2 separate regions of the Macaca mulatta genome follow, and region 1 is linked to region 2. A link is a contact called in public Hi-C data. All regions are on one chromosome and are shown on one strand. The core of a region is the stretch at or near the end of the contact, and the rest is flanking DNA. Distances in the headings are between cores, read along the strand shown. Region 1 overlaps CCDC33 (coiled-coil domain containing 33). Region 2 holds the start of ISLR2 (immunoglobulin superfamily containing leucine rich repeat 2).

Region 1 (6,092 bases), core at 185-2,684, 190 kb before region 2:
CAGCAGGGGCACAGGTGTGGAGGTGAGCAGCAGCCTGGTACGTTGCGGGAGTGCAGACAGGACATGTGGCAAGGAGGGGCTGGTAGGAGATGAGACTGGAGCGGCTGCAGGGTTCAGTCATGGGACCTTGGATGCAAGTCTAAGGCCCAGCTGTCGAGCCTGTTATAGGCAGGCAAAGTGGACTGGGCTGGGCCTGAATGCTGGCACCAAGCATGCTTGTGAATTCCCAAAGACCCTCCCAGAATAAGGTCTGGTTGCCTTTAAACAAATTCAATGGCTATGCAGGACCCAGAGCCCAGAGAGGGTAAGAAGTTGCCTAGCACTTCTGTGGCAGGGCCAGCTCAGCATTCATAGCCCTCCAGGGTTAGAAATCTGTGCTGGGCAAATCACCTGATCTCAAACTCAAACAGGAGTTTGAGACCATCCTGGCCAATATGGCGAAACCCCGTCTCTACTAAAAATATAAAAATTAGCTGGGCATGGTGGCGGGCACCTGTAATCCCAGTTACTCAGGAGGCTGAGGCAGGAGAATTGCTTGAATCTGGGGAGGCAGGGGTTGCAGTGAGCCGAGATCACACCACCATACCCTAGCCCGGACAACAGAGTGACACTCCATCTCAAAAAAAAAAAAAAAAAAAGAAGAAGAAACAAAAGAAAAGAAAGAAATCTGTGCTGGGACTGGAAGGGACTGAGATGCGTTTTGGAAGACAGAATGACCCAAAACCTTGGGATGGGGAGAGAGCCAAGGGAAGGCATCCTTGAGATGCTGCCTTTTCTCAGTTATCTGACTGGGCCACCTGCCCTGGCATCCTGGAGCCACCAGGCCATGACACACCCCACTCTAGGAGCTGTACAAGCCTTGGCTCCTGTACCACCCTTGATCAATGCTGCTCAAGAGAAACAGAGACTTCCAAGTGGCTTCTCAGCCTCTCAGCCCCTTCCCACCCCTGTGACTGAAATGTGTCACTGTTCTCGTAGCAGGAACCTGCCAAAGCTCAGGCTATGGGAGCCAGAGCAGGGACCAGATCCAACGCCCTGCTTCCCAGCACCCAGAGGTAGCCAGCCTTCCAGGGCATGGTTTGGTTTGGGGTCTGGGGGCTTCCTCTGGGGGGCTGAGGCCCTGCCAGGTGGGGTCAGACTCAGAGGGGTTTGCAAGGGTCCCAGGCCAAGCTTGGCTCAGCAGAGAGAGAGAGAGGCTGTGGGTGTTGAGGGGGAGATGAAGGAAGATGAAGACTTGGCCTTGCCTTCAGGGGCCCTAGACTGAGGGGGGAGACAGTGTCCCACCCTGAGGAGCCCAGTCTGAGAGGGCAGATGTGAGCCTGCCCAGGAAGCCCCTGTATGTATGAGGAGGGTTGCACTGTCATATCTGAGCAGGAGGCAGGGCGCACACACTCCTGATAAGGACACATGAAAAGAACAGATGGCGCCAACAAGTGCAAATTAATTGAGCGAAGCCTGTGTACATAGGCGCTGTGAACAAGCAGGCTGATGGCTCAGGAGGCGTGGTGCGGGGGCAGGGCAGGGAGCAGGGAGCAGGGAGAAGCTGTAACGAGCACTTATCGATGTCTCGCTGGATCTGCAGCCGGTAGCACAATTATTGACAAAGCCTGTCTATAAATCTCCCAGCCATGTCTTCAGAAACCTTAATTATGGGGCCTCATTACCCTTCACACCTCTAGGCACGGGGACCCTCCTGGGCTGGGGTGACTGCTGACACTGCGGCTGGCCTGCCATGGATGGGCTGAAACCCTGCAGGGAGATGTGCCTAGCAGGGGTGCCTGAGGGACACAATTCAGGACCACGTAGCTCTGATGAGCGAGCAGAGGCTCAGCCTCAGGCAAGGGCAAGAGGGTGAAAGGGACTTTGGAACCAAGGGGAACATAAACTGGGTTTACATTCTAGTTTTGCCAGTCATTCTGGACTCTGATGAGCATCTTGCCTCTCTGAGCCTCAGTTTCCTCATCTGTACAATGAGGAGAGGACTTTAGTAAAGATTACGTGAGCAACGTCCATCTAACGTTGAGCACAGTGCCTGGCATGTGCTGTGTGAGTAACATCTGTCCCTTCCATCTCTTCTCGGTTGCTGTCTGAAGCTACCAAGAAAGAAAAGCGGCCCCTGGTGGCCAGGAGCTGGCGGCCTCAGCTGGACCCTGGTGTCCTGCTGCTGAATGTCATTCGCAACATCATACCAGGCCACGCTCTGACCACTCCGTAACGTGTGTGAACACAGATAAAACATAGTCACTGTGCAAACCCCAAAAATGACCAAACTCCCTTTCCTGGTTAATATGAGTGACTGCTGCTTCTTTATTAGTACCATCATTCCTGCCTTCTAGATGAGAACTCCTATGACACCTACCCACTCTTAGAATGCTGATTCTAAGCCAGCCTCCTGATACCATCTAACCCAGAGCAAAGCCTGTTTCCTCAAACCCTTCCCCAAATACTCTAACACCAGCTTGAATCTGTGAAGTCCTTACCCACACACTCTTTCTGGGATGCCCCGCAACTCCCCATGGTTGCATCCCCCTTAGTACAATGATCCACAATAACTCCAACTTTGTTAAACTGCATGTTTAACAAACATGCAGTTCCTGGTCATCGTCAGCTGGAGGGGTTGAGATCCTGCTATTAGAGCCTCGTCTCTTTAGATGACTGTGGTCTCCAGGCCTGAATTCTAGGCTCTCATTTTCACATTGCTCCCTCATTATTTCTGTGTGTGCCCACTGTGTCCCATTTGTGGTCCTCACCCAGGCCAGGAGAGAACACACTGGGGTGGAGGTGTGGAGGAGAGAGATACTGGGGGCACCTGCCCTGTCTCTGCCTGGGAGAAGGAGCCCTGTCTGGACATTTGGGGCTCTGGGGGGATCCAAGGAGACCTAGACCATCTTGAGACTTGGGAGGGACTGTGGGTTGGGGAAGGGACTAGGGTGATGGAAGCTCAGTGTCACAGGGGAGCAGGAGGTGGGGTGAGACCACCCACCCTGCCTCCGGGCCTACGCTACAGGCCCCGTGTGCTCTGTCCAGGCAGATCACAGTCCTGCCTCCGGCCTAAGCCACAAGCCTCCTCCCCAGCCCTGTGCTGCGGAAACCACCTCTCTGCTGCCAGACTCCAGGCCACCCCAGAGCTTCACAAAGTGCTTCAGCCATCAGAACCCTGGTAATCCCTGTGTTCAGCTTTGCCTCTTGAGGCTTGAGCCTCAAGGCAGTTGGTCCTTTCAGAGCCCCCGCCTCCCCTGCCTGTCACCTGGCCTTTTTTGGCCATGGTTCCTCTCACGCTTCCCTCTCCCCATCCCTGAGAGTCCCCCGTGGGAACCTTCTCTGCAGCCTACTCAGCCTTGCCCACTGCCCAGGTAATGGAAATCCAGGGCCCAGACTTCACAGATGCAGGTGGCAATGAAGGGAGGGGGCTTCCTGGGGGGAGCACTCCCGCTGCCTGTGGGTACCCTTCTCGCTGGGTCTCTCAGGATGCCCCCTGACCACCTCAGGCCTCTCAGAGTCAGTCTCAAAATTCAGATTCTTTTTGTTTTTTTGGGATGGAGTCTCCTCTGTTGCCCAGGCTAGAATGCAGTGGCTCTATCTTGGCTCACTGCAACCTCTGTCTCCTGGGTTCAAGCTATTTTCCTGCTTCAGCCTCCCGAGTAGCTGGGACTACAGGCATGCACCACCATGCTCAGCTAATTTTTGTATTTTTAGTAGAGACCGGGTTTCACCATGTTGGCCAGGATGGTCTCAATCTCTTGACCTCGTGATCTGCCCGCCTCGGCCTTCCAAAGTGCTGGGATTACAGGCGTGAGCCACCGCACCCAGCCTCAGAATTCAAATTCTGATTAGCCAGACCTTCTGCACCAAGCACATCTCCAGTCCTGCCTCCTGACCATCTTCCCAGAGTTGTTTTTGTTTTTATTTTGTTTGAGTCAGGGTCTCACTGTCATCCAGGCTGGAGTGCAGTGGCGGGAACGTGGCTCACTGTAGCCTCGACCTCTTAGACTCAAGCAATTCCCTCACCTCAGTCTCCCAAGTAGCTAGGATTACAGGCATGTGTCACCACGCTTGGTTAATGTTTTAAAAATTTTTGCGGAGACGGCGTCTCGCTATGTTACCCAGGCTGGTCTCAAGCTCCTGGTCTCAAGTGATCCTCCTGCCTCGGCCTCCCAAAGTGCTGGGATTACAGGCGTGAGCCACTGCGCCGGCTTCTCCCAGAGTTTTTGTTTCCCTCATTCTTAAGGTCCAGGTTGTTCTGTTGAGATGGCTGGTGGAGGACTTGGGGGGTCTGGAATGGGTGGGGCACAGATCCATTTGTAGTGGATAAACAGATTCCCTGAGTGAATGGCCTATAGTGGTGTAACGAGGGTCTTGGAGGGACCGAGAGGGATGGAATCTGGTTCCCAGACCCTCTGCACTCTCCTACACTGTCCTCTTCACTCCCTGCTGTGGAAAAAAAGGCGCCAGAAGCTCTTAGGGCTCACAGAGCTGCTCCAGGCACTGTGAGGTTTTCACAGCCAGCCTGGGGGTAAGGGCTAGCACTGTCCGCCTTTCCCAGCTAAAGAGACTGAGGTTCCTGTAGGTGCTGGCTGGGAGCTGAGTAGGAGGCAAACACGTCTGTGATCCAGACCACCTCTGGTCCACCAAGCTGCTCAGGAAGGGGCATTCTATGCATTCAGTGGGCACACACTTACTGAGCACCCACTGCGTGCCAGGCACCGGAGGTGGAGGTGGGGGAGGGGTACAAGGTGGAGTGAGCTGGGAGCACGGGTCTGGAGCTGGGAGGAGGCACCACTGCCATTGAGTGTGGGTAGAATATTCTGGGTTCAGGTAAAGGCTTGAGGAAGGGGCTTCAGAGGCCCCAGGGCCCAACAGGCTGAGGGGCTCCTGCTGCAGGCAAGGGAACCATGCATGGGTTCAGGGCAGGGGGTAGCATGTCTAGATTTGGGCTTGGGACAGGTCACCTGGTGGCTGTGTCCTAGGAGGAGGGAGGCCGCGGTGGGCAGGAGGGCCCCATCTGGACGGTCAGCTCCCAGATCCTGAGGCAGCTCTCTGAGTGAGCCCACTGGCCCTCCACAGGAGCCCTCCACCCACACACAGGAGAAGGCAGGAGGGCGGGGTCTTCATCTTGGCCACCACAGGACCCTCCCTACCAGCCTGGCAGCTCCCTACTCAATGGCTCCCTACCCAGCCTGAGGAGGAAGAGCGAGATGCTTCCAGTCCCAAACTAGTCCTCTGAGACGGTCCAGCTGTCATTGCCCTTCCTGGTCCTTCCAAATCCCTGAGCCCCTCTGCAGCCCAACCCCAGGGTCCACCCTGTGGAGGTGGATTTGCATATCTGAGAGTGAAAAAAATTCTGCTGCAGAGGCTCAGTACCACCAGAGCTGCTGAGCCCCCTTTTGTCTGTTTGAGTAAGAGCTGGCTAAAGGCTGAAGGATAATTAGTCCCCCGTGGGCAACGCGGTCCCCCCTCCTTGAAGATTTAAAGGCACAGCCCACATGCTCAAGCTACTTGGGTCTTAGCCCCTTCCCCCACAGGCCCTCCCCGCCCCCTTGACTCCGCCCTGAGGAGGGGACGGCAGCCGCTGGCAGGAGCCGATGAATGAGTATTTTATCTGATTAAACTGGGAGTGAACTGGCTGGTCTCCATTATCTGCGGACTTGATTGGATATTTAGCACCAAATGTGTGTGTGTGTGTGTGTGTGTGTGTGTCTGCACACATGGACTGGGCTATTCTAGTCTGTGTGCCAGGAGGAAATTGGACTGTACTGAAAAACATTTAATCTGAACTCAGGGGTGCACCCTGATAGAGTCACCAAGCTAGGGGTGAGGGTTGGGGGAGGGACAGTTCTGCCTTTAGCCCTGGACAAGAGGGACTCCAGCCCTGGGCCCCATGGGTTGGAAGGTCCTGCTCTGGCCCTCCTTGGGGCACAACCCTTCCCATGGGGTGAGGAGTTGGTGGTCCCAAGGCGGACGTGCCCACCTGGAGCCTGTGCCCGCTTAAGACCTCACCCTGGGTAACTGGGATCCTGGCACTCCCCTGCTTCCAGGGCCTATCCTCCTGCAGGTGGCAGTATACCCTTATGCACTCGAAAGAGCTCACAAAG
Region 2 (6,532 bases), core at 894-3,393:
CCGCCCCAACCCCCCTCCTCCCCTCCTGCTTGTCTAACCCGAGACCAGAACGCACAGCCCTGCAGGGCGTGCTGGGAAGGGACGCCCCCCTCCCCAGCCCACCGTATCCCTGCCCAACCTCTTAAACCGGAACTCTTTACATCTGGTCTTTTGTGGCTAAGCCAGCGCTTGAAGCCCACTGCCCGGCTCGTTGGCCTAAGCGCACCGCGGGACAGGTGGAGCAGGGGGAAGCTCTCCCGAGCTCACCCAAGCACCTCACTCCAGGTCTTGCCTGCTCCAGGAGAACGAGGCACGGAAGCTGCAGCAGACAGTAGCACAGACAAGGATGGTGTCAAAACGTCCGCTACTCTTGAGCACGGTGGGCTGGGGACTTCAGGCCTAAGCATTTCTCCCATCCCTGCCCCCCATATCTTCCCAGCCTCTCAAGCAGACACTCGGTCAACCCCACACGCGCTATCCCCCAAGCTGCGGTGGCCCCCCACCGCCCCGCCGTCTCACACCCTCACACAACAGCCGGCTTCAGCAGACTCGCTGTTCCCGACTCTCGCTCCTTAGCTCTGATGAAACCCCGACATTTCTTTCAGCGACGAGGAGGCGGAGGCGCGGCGATGTCGAGGCATTTGGCTAAAACCCGGTTTCCGCCCCCCGTGCGCTGCCCACGTTAGCCCTGGAGACAGCTACTGGCCAGAACCAGGAAAGGGGTTCAGGCTCCAGGAGACACGCAGAATCCCCACCCGTTCTGTAGCCACTGAGTTCTCCGGGCACACCAAGTCCCACAGCCATCACCCCGGGCCATGGGGGGTCTCTCGTGGTGGGTCGATGGCGCGGGTTTGGGGCTTCCGTGGAGATCAATACCCCGATTTGAGTGTTGAGCATCTTAATGAGCTAGGGGAGGGGGTGGGGAAGAGAGACAGGGTAAGAGCGCAGCATCTAAAGAGACCACCCGGCCCGGGGTTCCGAGGCTGCTTTGTAAATTAAATATGAACAGACTGGTGCGCTCACGCTCCAAGCGTCCCTCCCTCTCTCCTACTGCTGCCGTCGCTACAGGCGGCCCAGCGGGCTGGGACCATCGCATCTCGCTTAGCCCCAGTTCAGAACACAGAAATTCACACAGCCTGCTCTGGCCTGCGATCCCCCCAGCCCACCCATGGGGAGGGCGCAAGGCGCCTTTCAGGGAAGGTGTCTTCGAGAAAGGTCGAGGGGTGAGAGCACTGTGACCCGTCCCTGCCGGGGACCCTGTGGTGGGGCAGCCAGGATTGGGTCCCTAGCCTGGGAGTGAGTCCCTGAGGTTTCTAGGCCTTGAGGGGTCGGGGGAGGGACGCAGACAGCGGGACCAGCACACCCTTCTTTGTCTGCCGAACAAGGTGGGGGTGGGGGCGGGGAGCTGCGTCCTGGGCAGTTGTCCGGTCTTGGGATCCCTGAGGGGGCGGTCTTGGGAGCCTATGCCAGGGAAGGATCTTAGGAGGCAGGGGCCCAGCAGCTGGAGCTGAGTCCGGTCCCGGATGGCGTGTCCAGGGGACTTTTCGCGACTGAGTGAGGGGCGTCAGGCGGGGAGACTCAAGGCCTTTGGGCCCTCCTCCGGTTTTTACCTGTTTTCTTTCTTTCTTTTTTGCCTTCCGCAGGGAGGCAGAATCTGGGTAGTGGAAGGGAGAATGGGCTTGCTATTTGCCCGGAGCTTCCCCGGACTGCAGGAACCCGTCCTATAAGCAACCCGGAAACCTCGGGGCCCGAGGACCAGGGAAGACCCCCTTTCCTTGCTGTCTTGACAGGGTTGCAGAAGCCAAGGAGTTCGGCAGGGAGACCTTGGGTGGTTAAAGACGCAGTGACTACCTCTGCGCTGGAGCTGACTCCCGCGGTCCCCGGAGGCTCTAGCTCACTCTACAGCAAATGCTTTTGTCCCCTAGGCTGCCCTGGGGGAAAGACGCCCCTTACCCCTGCCTTTGAGCCTGGAGAGCCCAGTGCCCGCCCGGGCAGGGCTGGAGCCCGAGTCGCCCCAGGCAGAGTCCGCCGAGGCCTGGGGTGGGAGCCGCGACTTCTGGATCTGCCTCCGAGCTCAGCTAGAAGACTGCGCGCACCTCGTCCGGCGCCGCCCGGTGCTCAGAAGCCGGTCTAATGTTTATAACGTTAATAAAGACACAGTTACGGGAGGGCTGGGTAGCAGGGAACCAAGACCTCACCCCGCCGCCGCCCACGTCTTTGATCGTTAAAGAAACAGTCAACTAATCAGGTGTGTGGAAGCAGGGGTGGGGGAGGGGAGGGTGTCAAGGTTCCAAGCCGGGAGCGCAGAGGGTCCCAGATTCAGAATCTGCCGAATCCAGACTAAGGCTTCTAACCAGGCTGGGGCCGACCCCAGATAGACCCAGGAATGGAGAGCTGGAGCCCCCGGCCACTTTTTGCGGATCGACCCTTAACTTCAACGTTGTGAATCCGGAGCGTCGGGATGGTGGGGAAGACTGAAACCCATTGGATCTGGGGACTTGCTGCAGCGACTCCGTCCGCGCGCTGTTCCTGGGGCCCAAGCCTGCTCCGCGCGCTGTTCCTGGGGCCCAAGCCTGCTCCGCGCGCGCCCCCTGCTGGACACCGCTTGCCGGGCGCAGAGGCGGATCAATGGCGGAGGGTGCCGGCTGGGCGAGGAAGATGTGGCTGGAACCCTGCACCAAGGCGAGCGCTGCCCGCGGCTCTGCAGTCCTGCGGCGCGATACTCCAGTGGGGCGCGCTTAACCAAAGTCCCGAGGCTTTACTTCCCGTGCCCACCCAGTCTATGTCCCAGGTATCAGCAACCTCTGTTGTCCCCTACACAACACAGGTGCGGTCCCTACTTCGCTCTGCGTAGTGTTTCCAGTGCCCAGGGCCTCTCCTAATTCTTGAACGATAGTCGTCCCTGGCACGAAAGCTTCTTATACACCTCTCCCATTCTCCCTTCTCTCTGAGTCTTATGACTCTCTCAGGAGCCTATTAAAATAAATATCTGATATCTGAAAAAAAATCTATTGGTGCTAAGAGGGGCAAAATGAAACTGCAAAATTGGAAGAAATCGATGTTTGAATGTTTAGGACATGCAATATTGTGTAAACGATTCTGTTGCAACTGCACTCAGAGTTGTATATATGCCCTTGTATTTTAATGTGGCACGCAGAGGATTTAATGGACTTGCCTAAAGATGTGGGAAGGGCCTCTGAGAATAAGAAAGCCGGGGCCCAGATGGGCATCAAACATCCCCACCATAGCAGCCGGTTAAGGCTGCGGAGACCTTCCCCACGGCTGCCCTCCAGCCAGAAGCCCCTGAACACTCACTGTTTTCCATCTTTCAGCTTCTGCGCGCGCGCGCGCGCGCACACACACACACGTTCTCTCCAGTCCCTCACCTCCAAGAGGCTGCTTTCCTTTTCTAATTTCCAGTCGAAAGATCACTCCTCAGGGAAGCCAGGCCCAGTTTATACTTCCCCCTCCGGCCTTTCCTTGTACAGGCTCTATGTAGTCGTCAGGAGGGCAGGTTCTAGCATCAGACTCCATTATGTACTGACTGTGTGTCCTTAGCCAAGTTATTTAACCTCTCTGTGCCTCAAGAAAAAAAGGCATAAATAAGAGTACTGGCCAGGCGTGGTGGCTCACGCCTGTAATCCCAGCACTTTGGGAGGCCAAGGCGGGCGGATCACGAGGTCAGGAGTTTGAGACCAGCCTGACCAACATGGTGAAACCCCGTCTCTACTAAAATCACAAAAATTAGCCGGGTGTGGTGGTGCGTGCCTGTAATCCCAGCTACTCAGGAGGCTGAGGCAGGAGAATCACTTGAACCTGGGAGGCAAAGATTGCAGTGAGCCGAGATCGTGCCACTGCATTCCAGCCTGGGTGACAGAGTGAGACTCTTATCTTTAAAAACAACAACAACAACAACAACAACAACAACAACAACAAAAGAATACCTACGCTTTTGGGTCACCTTGAGGATTAAATGAATCAATGTATGCAAAGCACTTAGTACCTGGCACTTAGTGCTCAGTACTTGGCCACTTTTTAAATACAATAGCTGAATTAGCCATTATTATTGCCTTGCAGAGTTGGACACAGGTTTGATAAAATGTTCTGCTGCACACACCCCTACAGGCTTGTGTCCTGCCTCCCCCATAGGGGAGGACCTTGGCTCTGCCCCCAGACCTCTCTCTTCACCACCACCACCCCCTTTGCACACACACACACACCATGGGTATATGTAGCAACCAAATTTACTATTATGATTTGTAAAGGTTTCTAGTTTCAGATACTTAGACTGGGCTTGTGGCTGCCACCAGCATGCCTGTTTGCGAAGAGAGATCTGCAACTGCAGACTTGCTGAAAGGTTTTTAATTAAAACTATATTCTGTTTAAGCGTTTATTGGACTTTGTGACTTTTAATTATTTTCTAGGGGGAAAAAAAATCCACATTTGCCTATGAGAAGACTGTTGATTTCAGAGGAAAGTAGCAACCCGTGGCAGTTTGCTGGAGGCAACTGAGAGGAATTTTCTGAATGGTTCTAATGAAGCTCGACATTATTAATAATCTGGGATCCAGCCCATGACCCTCCTCCCAGCATTTTCATGAAATTAGCTTAACGTACTGGCAAGGCCTTTTATTGCCATCCAAATTAACAACAGCTCTTCCAGTGGCAGCTCATGTAATTATCTGGGTCTGTGCTTGTCTCACTGAATAAGAGGAACTCCTGCCTGGAAGAGGCAATACTCCTACATTCAAGGGGGAACCTGGCCTAGCAAGATGGCTCATGCCTGTAATCCCAGCACTTTGGGATGCCAAGGTAGGAGGAGTATTTGAGCCCAGGAGTTTAAGACCAGCTTGGGCAACAGAGTGAGACCTCATCTCTACATTTTTTTTAATTAGTTGGGCATGGTGGCGCACACCTGTGGTCCCAGCTACTCTGGAGGGAGACTGAGACCAGAGGATTGCTTGAGCCCAGGAGGTTGAGGCAGCCATGAGCCATGATCACACCACTGCACTCCAGTCTGGGCAACAGAGTGAGACCCTGTCTCAAACAAACAAACAAACAAAAAACCATAAAAACCCCAAAAAACAAGTAAGGGGGGCGGGGTGCAAAATGCTTGGCAGTCCCACCCCAGTTCAGGCAGGACTGTTTTCCACAAGAGATGTTCTGAGGCAGCCAGCTCCTCTGTGGCAGGACTTGCCCTGGTAAAGGTAGGGCTGGGTGAGGCAGGGGAGTGGGGGCTGGAGATGATGTGTAATATTTCCATCGGCAAATAACAAGATACCCACCTCCAAGGATGGAAAGTATTAAGTATATCATCTCACAAAGCAGGAAGAAAGGCTGGCTTCCCAGCTGTTGATTCAGCGACTCAATGACATCAGCAGTCACAAGTTCTTTCATCTCTCCCCTCTGCCACCCTTAATAGGGCTTCCAGCCCAAGGACTGGGTCCCTTGGTGCCTTGGTGTCACTGGAGGGCTTCCGGAGCCACCAAGGAAACATACCTATTGTGTTTTGTTTTTTTTTTTTCTTTTCAGATGGAGTCTTACTCTTGTTACCCAGGCTGAAGTGCGGTGGCACAATTTTGGCTCACCTTCACCTCCTGGGTTCAAGTTATTCTCCTGCCTCAGCCTCCCGAGTCGCTTGGATTACAGGTGCATGCCACCACACCTGGCTAGTTTTTGTATTTTTAGTAGAGACGGGGTTTCGCCATGTTGGCCAGGCTAGTCTCAAACTCTTGATCTCAAGTGATCCTTCCACCTCAGCCTCCCAAAGTGCTGAAAATTACAGGTGTAAGCCACTGTGCCCAGTCACAAACGTAATGTTAACAGACTAGTGGGTTAGAAAGACAGGTTTCTCTTTTTTGAAGCCACAGCCTATCCCTTGGCTCTTGACACCTATTGGCATAGGACTATTTATCTCTGAACCAGTCACTGGTGAAGGGGTTGAAATTGATTGGTTCAGAACAATCATCTAGCCCTGATATGGCTATGGAGCAGTCAATCCCAAGGCTCACTACAAGCAAGAAGTCCCTTTTAAATAGAAGGATTGGGGAATTACATGTTCAGAGTAGCCTAATATTGTATTAAAATGAATTGAAATGAGAATGACCAGGATTATAATGGACCATACTAGATACTTCCTTATCTGGAGTTTAGACCAATCTATATCCACAGTCTGAGATCACAGGGTCAGGGCAGTGTGTGTGACCAGGTTCAGGAAACTCTGGTAGGCATACAAACCAGAGGATTCCTTGCTTTCACAGAATTCTTGGATTGATTATTTTTATATTTACTATTTCTTTCTTTCTTTATTTGGGTTGAGGATCAAACTGTGTTGTCCAGCTGGCCTCAAATCCTGGGCTCAAGTGATCCTCCTGCCTCATCCTCCCAAGTAGCTGTGCCTAGAGGCACACATTTCACCCGGCTCTTTCACGGAATTCTTGAAAGGATAAAAATCTGTTCTTGGAAATGCCTGTGCTGGGATCCAAAGCTATTTTTGGAGCAGTGGAAGCTTCAGTCTTTAGTCGGATATTTATGAACAGGAGATGTTTATGAAC

Evidence for each region. A called contact is a pair of places that touch in the nucleus more often than the background predicts.
Region 1: a Hi-C map of fetal cortex germinal zone shows a contact between it and region 2, with 7 times the contacts expected there. The contact joins the enhancer-like site here to the promoter of ISLR2 in region 2. A contact is called at or near these places in 11 of 14 Hi-C or Micro-C datasets (CD4 T cells, blood, cortical neurons and 7 more).

The regions. Positions count from the first base shown.
Region 1 is chr7:52,223,778-52,229,869 of T2T-MMU8v2.0, reverse strand. All of the region lies in intron 11 of CCDC33 (coiled-coil domain containing 33), which reads right to left. Among named protein-coding and RNA genes, the nearest start is that of CCDC33, 76 kb to the right of the region's middle. Within about 2 kb of position 1,434, at least 6 of the 40 cell types and tissues checked have an H3K27ac peak or open chromatin away from gene starts, as enhancers often do. A contact at or near this core is called in fetal cortex germinal zone and fetal cortical plate, where this site is marked.
Region 2 is chr7:52,036,206-52,042,737 of T2T-MMU8v2.0, reverse strand. ISLR2 (immunoglobulin superfamily containing leucine rich repeat 2) reads right to left here and starts at 2,143. Exons shown (of 6, transcript XM_077939802.1): 1 at 1,933-2,143; 2 at 735-885; 3 at 119-298. It overlaps LOC144329986 (a long non-coding RNA gene), which reads left to right and starts at 1,035. Exons shown (of 2, transcript XR_013395762.1): 1 at 1,035-1,275; 2 at 1,623-4,369.